Regions from separate parts of the Rattus norvegicus genome. Here region 2 is linked to region 1. A link is a contact called in public Hi-C data. All regions are on one chromosome and are shown on one strand. The core of a region is the stretch at or near the end of the contact, and the rest is flanking DNA. Distances in the headings are between cores, read along the strand shown. Region 1 has its middle 17 kb from the start of Eps8l3. Region 2 holds the start of Gnai3 (G protein subunit alpha i3).

Region 1 (3,049 bases), core at 368-2,867:
AAGAGGTCATAGAGGGCCATGTCCTCTCAGCACCTTCACTCTAGATGGACAGAAAGGCAGGTGGACAGATGGACAGACAGAGAAATAAACAGGCAGACACGGCTCCTGGGGAAGGAGGGTAAATTAGTTTGCTTTGTTTTGCTTTGATGAACGCTATGATCTGAAGCGACTCGGAGAGGAAAGGTCCTGTTTATTTGGGTTTACAGATTAGAATCCATCAACAGAGGAAGTCAGAACAGGAATTGAAGCCACAACAGAGGCAGGAGCTATGGGGGAGACTTGATTACTGGCGTGCTCTCCACGGCTCATGGCTTGCTCAGCTCGCTTCTCATACAGCTCAGGACCACCTGCCTAGGGGATACCGCTGCCCATGGTGGGATGGGCTCTCCTCCCACATCAAATATTAAAACATTAGCTAACAAAATGCCCTACAGACTTGCCTACAAGGCCAATCGGATGGAATACATTCCTCCACTGACATTGCCTGGGGTGGAGTCGGGGGACCCAAACTCTGGCCCACAAGGGCACAGTTCACACAGGAAATCCTCTGAAAAAGGTAAAGGAAAAGTGTGAAAAAAGAAATACACGTATGAGCGGCTCTTTGAGGATGGGTTTCTAGCCAGAAGATCTTATAGCTCCAGCAGAGAGGAAAAAGCCAAAAATGGAGACCCCTCTCAGGACAGAAAGACCTATGTCTTTGTTCTCCATGCACATCACATATACCCCCTAACTAGTAGGTGCACCGTGGGGTCACATGAGCCGGAACAGGAACATCATCTTACGAGGCTCCCGGGCTACTTACTAGGACTGTCGCTTTAATTTTCCGACTTGTCATCTGTGGAGACGGTGACAGCACAAGGTGGTTTGAAGATGAGAACTAACACTGGCCAGAGGCCCAAAGTTCACCCAAAGGTTATTTAAAGGCACCTCTAACCATATTCATTGACAAGATCATCAGTGTTCTCTGCAGGCAGAGTCAGCCTGGTGCTTCTGCTCACGCGGGTCCTGTCAGGGTTGTTCTTCCCTCTTCAGCCGATAAAACCCTATCCACGTTCCAGTGCCTCCCTCCTATGTCAGATCCTCCATCAAAACCTCTAGCTCCCTGCCCAGAGGAGGAACAGTCCTTTCTCCTGCGTCTACATCACCTTCCGTCCCTATCAGCTGGGTCAAACGGTGTTCAGTGTGAACTGGGGGGTCTGGGAAGGTGGGGTACTTACCTGGCATTCTGCCTCTTGGCCCCTAGCACAGAACTGGCTGGCTAAGCACCTGTGAGATGCCCAAGGATAGAACACCTTCCCCTCATCCTGACAATTCCCCCGACCTTCTTAGGGAAGGAAAGATCAAAGGCCCTGCATTTCTTTCTCCTCAGCCACATGAATTCTTCTGTTTGGTTTGATTCCAAAGAGACTGGCAACCCCCAGAAGCTAAACTCAGACACCAATTGGATTCTGTAATTTTCCTTACAGGGAAAGAGTGGCTAAGGATACCAAAGGCCTGTACAGCTAGGAAGGAAGTAGGCTATGTGGGGTATATCACCTGACCTCGCTTCAACTGGCCATAAATGGCCAGTATCCCTCTCCTCCAGCTGCGCACAGCTGGCCCGTTTTTCCTTTGCCAACTGGTGCTTTTCTTCCCTCTCTAAAGAGCCAGGCCAGGATCTTAGATTTATGTTGAACAGGTTTGGGGCTAAGGAAATGTGAGTTAGAGCTGCCCTCTGCTGGCCATTACTGGAAACTACCATTTCTCTGGTGACAGAACTTTCTGTAAATTAACCCACCCAACCCCAGCACACTGTCATAGGCTCTCATTTTGACCTTTTGGATGGAGTTTAAACTCTCTGGCCTGGAAAAATGGGATCTAGCTCCAATGTCCCTTTCCAAGCAATCACTCCTCCTTCACATGCTGATGCACGAAGCCTGACCCCAGCCTGCATGCGCTGGCTCTCTGCCAACACTGAGCTTGGTCTTTCCATATTCAAGACTGGTTCAGGTTTTGCCTCTTCTCCAGCCTTCATCTCAGCTATATCAAAGGCGAGTCTCGCATTGGAGTGTGTATGGACAGGCTCAGGGTTTGAGCACATTCGTGGAGGACCCAGTCTAGCTGTGAAAGGACCGTTCCCATATTCTAGCCTCACCCCCGACTGGCCCTGAGTGGCCTCATTGTGCAGCCTGCTAGAATCCTTCCAAGAGAGGTGGCGTGGCTGTAGGGTAGGTTTCTGATCATGCCTAGATCTCTTGACCTTACAAGAATTATTCCTGGCTGACAGGAAGAGTCAGTGGTAAATCCCCAGACATGTAGCCTTCCCTATACATACATTTGAGACAAGGTTTCTTTGTGTAGCCCTGGCTGTCCTGGAACTAGCTCTGTAGACCAGGCTAGCCTCAAACTCACAAAGATCCACCTGCCTCTGCCTCCCCAGTACTGAGCTTTAAGTCATGTGCCACCACGGCCCAGCTTTTAAAATATTTTTTTAAGCAGATGTCTTAGTCAAAGTTCTATTGCTGTGGAGAGGCTCTAACCATAGCAATTTTTATAAAAGAAAGCATTTGATTGGGGCTGGTTTACAGTTCAGAGGTTTAGTTCACTGTCCTTGTGTCGGGAAGCATGTGGCATGGTGTTGGAGAGGAGCTGAAAGTTCTACATCCAGATCTGCAAGCAGCAGGCAGAGGGAGGGAGGGAGGGAGGGAAGGAGGGAGGGAGGGAGAGAGGGAGGGAGGGAGAGAGGGAGGGAGGGAGGGAGCGGGAGAGAGAGAGAGACTGGGCCTGACTCAAGCATTTAGAAGCCCAAAGCCCACCCACAGTGACACACTTCCTCCAACAATAGGTCATTCCTATTCAAACCACCACATTCCACTCCCTGGCCTCCCATAGGCTTGTAGCCCTGTCACAACACAAAAATGCACTTAGTCCAACTTCAAAAGTCTGTAACAGAGTCAGTACTGTTTAAAAGCCCAGAGTCTCTTCTGAGCCTCATGGCAGTCTCTTAGCTGTAATCTTTGATAGATTCGAAGCTAGAGCAGAATAAGTACAACTGCACAGAATGCAAAAC
Region 2 (3,049 bases), core at 413-2,912, 280 kb after region 1:
GGGAGAAAACCAAGTGCTGTGTTTCATACCAGACTCTGAAAGGTCCCCACGAACCGACATTCAGCATGAGCCGGATTACACTGGTTGGTTAGTAGTAAACACTTAAGCCCCTGCTAAGTTCTCCCATAGAAGATACCTGTTCTACAGGCACTAGCAGTCGAGAGCTAGGATTTGAATCGGTATCTTCTGGAAGCTCAAACTCCACTTCCTATCTTTTTATTTATATTCAAGCTGCTGCCCAGAGCTTCCAAAATATATGAATAAGCAGTCAGCCCATCTTAAAGCACAAAGTCAGTCTGAGATTATGGAGTTGTGTCCATCCTCTGGGGCTTTACAAAGTGAATCAGTACTTTACAGTCGACCTTTTGGAACGGCATTTATCTAAAAAGTTCTGCTGCTTACAGAACCCGTGACTCCTAATTATTCTCATCTAACAGATTCCTCAAATATATGAATAATGATTACAGCTGGATTTACTGGTAAACTAATACCAGAGAAGTTTATATGATTTACTGGGCCTATCAAAGCTTAAACCTAAATTATTCTGACTAAAACACGTTTGACTAGATATAAGGTGTAAGGCAACACGCTGTTTGTAGTCTGAAAGCCAATACTTTTACTTTTTAGTGGGGAAAAACCCACTAAAAATCACCTCCTCCCAAATGTATCACGATTACAATCTTTACAATAAAAATAGCCCAGTCCATATGTTATCCTATACTATTCCCGATACACATGGTCCCACTGTTATTCACTGTCTTCTATCAAACCTCAAAACGGCATTCTTTCAATTTTCCCAGCTTACACATCCCTATCCCTTTAATAAAAACAGGAGTTACAGAACTTCAAGAGAATTAAACAAAGATAAGAAAAGTTGAAAAAGTATAGGCGGCCTCTGCACCCAAGTTCTTTTCTTTTACATCTAAGAACCTGTCATTTATTTCACCCGCCTCCTGGGCGTTCCTGGACAATCCACTTACTAACAGTACAAAAAAGACTTGCGAGCAGGTTCTTTATGTGGCCTCTCTGTCCTAGCTTTACTATTTAATCATTCAATCCTTCCAGCTTTATCCTGACATCAAGTATCAAACTCACGCAAACCCTAGATAGATCCACCAGACGCCATACACTATCTTCTTCAACACGTTCTAGTTCAATGTGAAACCTCCTCAATATCGGTCCCTCCCTTTAGGAGCCTTTCCTGGATTCCCAACATAGTCTCAGGGCTCCAAACTCCCCAACTCTGCTAAACACCATCCAAGCTGGGTTACACCCTCTCCAACCTGAAATCCCCACGCCTTCCGGGGCCTCAATCACCAAGCCCAGCACCCGCCCCATGTCGAGTCCCTCCCTGTCCCTTTGGGGTCCTTTCCGCCGGCCTGGCCAGACCCCTATCAGCTCAAGCTGCTCCCAGGCCCGGCTCTCCGGCCCCAGCACTCCAGCTCCGCCCCCAGCCCCTCACCGAGCAGCAGCAGCTTCACTTCTTTGGCCGCTTTCTCTCCGTCCTCCCGCAAGTTGCGGTCGATCATCTTACTCCGCTCCACCGCCGCCTTGTCCTCGGCGCTCAACGTGCAGCCCATGACGGCGGCCGGAGAGGGGACCGGGCCCTGGCTCACTCACACACCGCGGGAACCGCGACACACCGGCTGAGACGCGTCTTCTGCTGGGCGGTGGCCTTCTCCGTCAGCTCCCCTAGCGCCCGGAAGAACCGGATAGCTGCTGTTTACGACACTTCCGGCGACGCCCAGCGGCCGTTACAACTTAGAGCGCTGTGGCAGTGGGAGGCGGGGGAGGTACGGAAAGCGGAAGTTCCTGAGAACCTGGTTGTTCCTGTGAACCGCACCTCCCAGCTTTAATACCCTGTTACTTCTTGGGCTCCTGGACTTAGATTCCAAGTGTAGAAAAAGGGGAACTTCCAGCACATGTTGTGCTCTTGAGGACACAATGGAAGTTTAGCGGTGAGGATCAGATTCCCAAACGAACTCACAGCCCTCTGGGTAATCTCCCTCTCCATTAGGAAAAAAACAAAACAAAACCCTTTCCTTTTCATCTGTGATTGTGGAGCCGGGGTCTCTGCCCAAAGCCGTATGTTGGACACTTCAGCCAAAGTTCCCTCAGTCTGATCTTTGAGTTGCCCAGCCTGGGTTTTCATCCATTCCTCAGGCTATGCCCATTATGCCAAGTATATCTTTGGTCCTTCTGCTACTGCTTATGAATTTCTGTAACCTGTACGTTTGCCTGGCACTATGTTGGCAAAGGATCACTTGATTGCTAGCAAGTAATAGAACGTTAAAATAGTAATTATTAGGACATGAAAATAGCTGTAGTTCATTTATAACATTTCCATGCTTCCCTTTCTCCCATAGAAACCGGTGGCTCTACATTGGGGACTTAGTTCCATACCCAGAAGAAATAAACCAGCGCATCCTTCTTTAATCTAACAAGAGATCCTATGTGATATCCACAGAAAAGAGGAAGTTTGGTAAAAGTCGCCTCTCTACTATCTCCTGAATATTTGTGAATCATAACCCTGTGAGAATATCCAGAAGTACCTTTACTGTCAAAAACCCCACAATGACTCTCACCACCCATTTTAGGAAGGAGCACTTTTTGCAGCTGTTGAAACTTTCCCCCGGAATTTAAAAACATTTCTCTAGTAGGAGGTAAACTTAAAATACAAATTCCTAACAGAAAGGTCTCTATAGTGAAAAATTAATTAATTAGAACCATTTAATTAGATTAACCTTGTCCAGGTCACCCACAATGCTTATCAATTCCAAGTCTAATAAGTCTCCCACTCATTTCCAAATGACCATTAAAAAGAAATAGTCTGCTCTTCCTTTCTGATTAGTACTGGGGGGGGGGGTCAAACGGAAAGGGAAAACAACATTTATTGAGTACCAGATAGGCGCTTCCATGTCTCATCTCTTAATCCTCACAACAACCCTGTGAGGTAGGTAATATTGATCCCCATTGTCACTGATGAGGAAATAGGCATGGAGAACTTAAGTACCTTTCCCACATTCCACAGTAAGCACATCTGCCTAGG

The links. Hi-C and Micro-C count contacts between places; a contact is called where the count stands out from the background.
Region 2: a Hi-C map of Schwann cells shows a contact between it and region 1, with 7 times the contacts expected there. The contact joins the promoter of Gnai3 here to the enhancer-like site in region 1. A contact is called at or near these places in 9 of 12 Hi-C or Micro-C datasets (Schwann cells, frontal cortex, hepatocytes and 5 more) and 1 of 1 datasets of contacts at active chromatin or transcription factors (oligodendrocytes).

What each region holds. Positions count from the first base shown.
Region 1 is chr2:198,184,369-198,187,417 of GRCr8, forward strand. No RefSeq gene overlaps it. Among named protein-coding and RNA genes, the nearest start is that of Eps8l3, 17 kb to the right of the region's middle. Within about 2 kb of position 1,618, at least 24 of the 93 cell types and tissues checked have an H3K27ac peak or open chromatin away from gene starts, as enhancers often do. A contact at or near this core is called in Schwann cells, where this site is marked.
Region 2 is chr2:198,467,212-198,470,260 of GRCr8, forward strand. Gnai3 (G protein subunit alpha i3) reads right to left here and starts at 1,663. Exons shown (of 9, transcript NM_013106.2): 1 at 1,463-1,663. The coding sequence starts at 1,580. LOC134485670 (a long non-coding RNA gene) reads left to right here and starts at 1,818. Exons shown (of 3, transcript XR_010063915.1): 1 at 1,818-1,958; 2 at 2,367-2,482.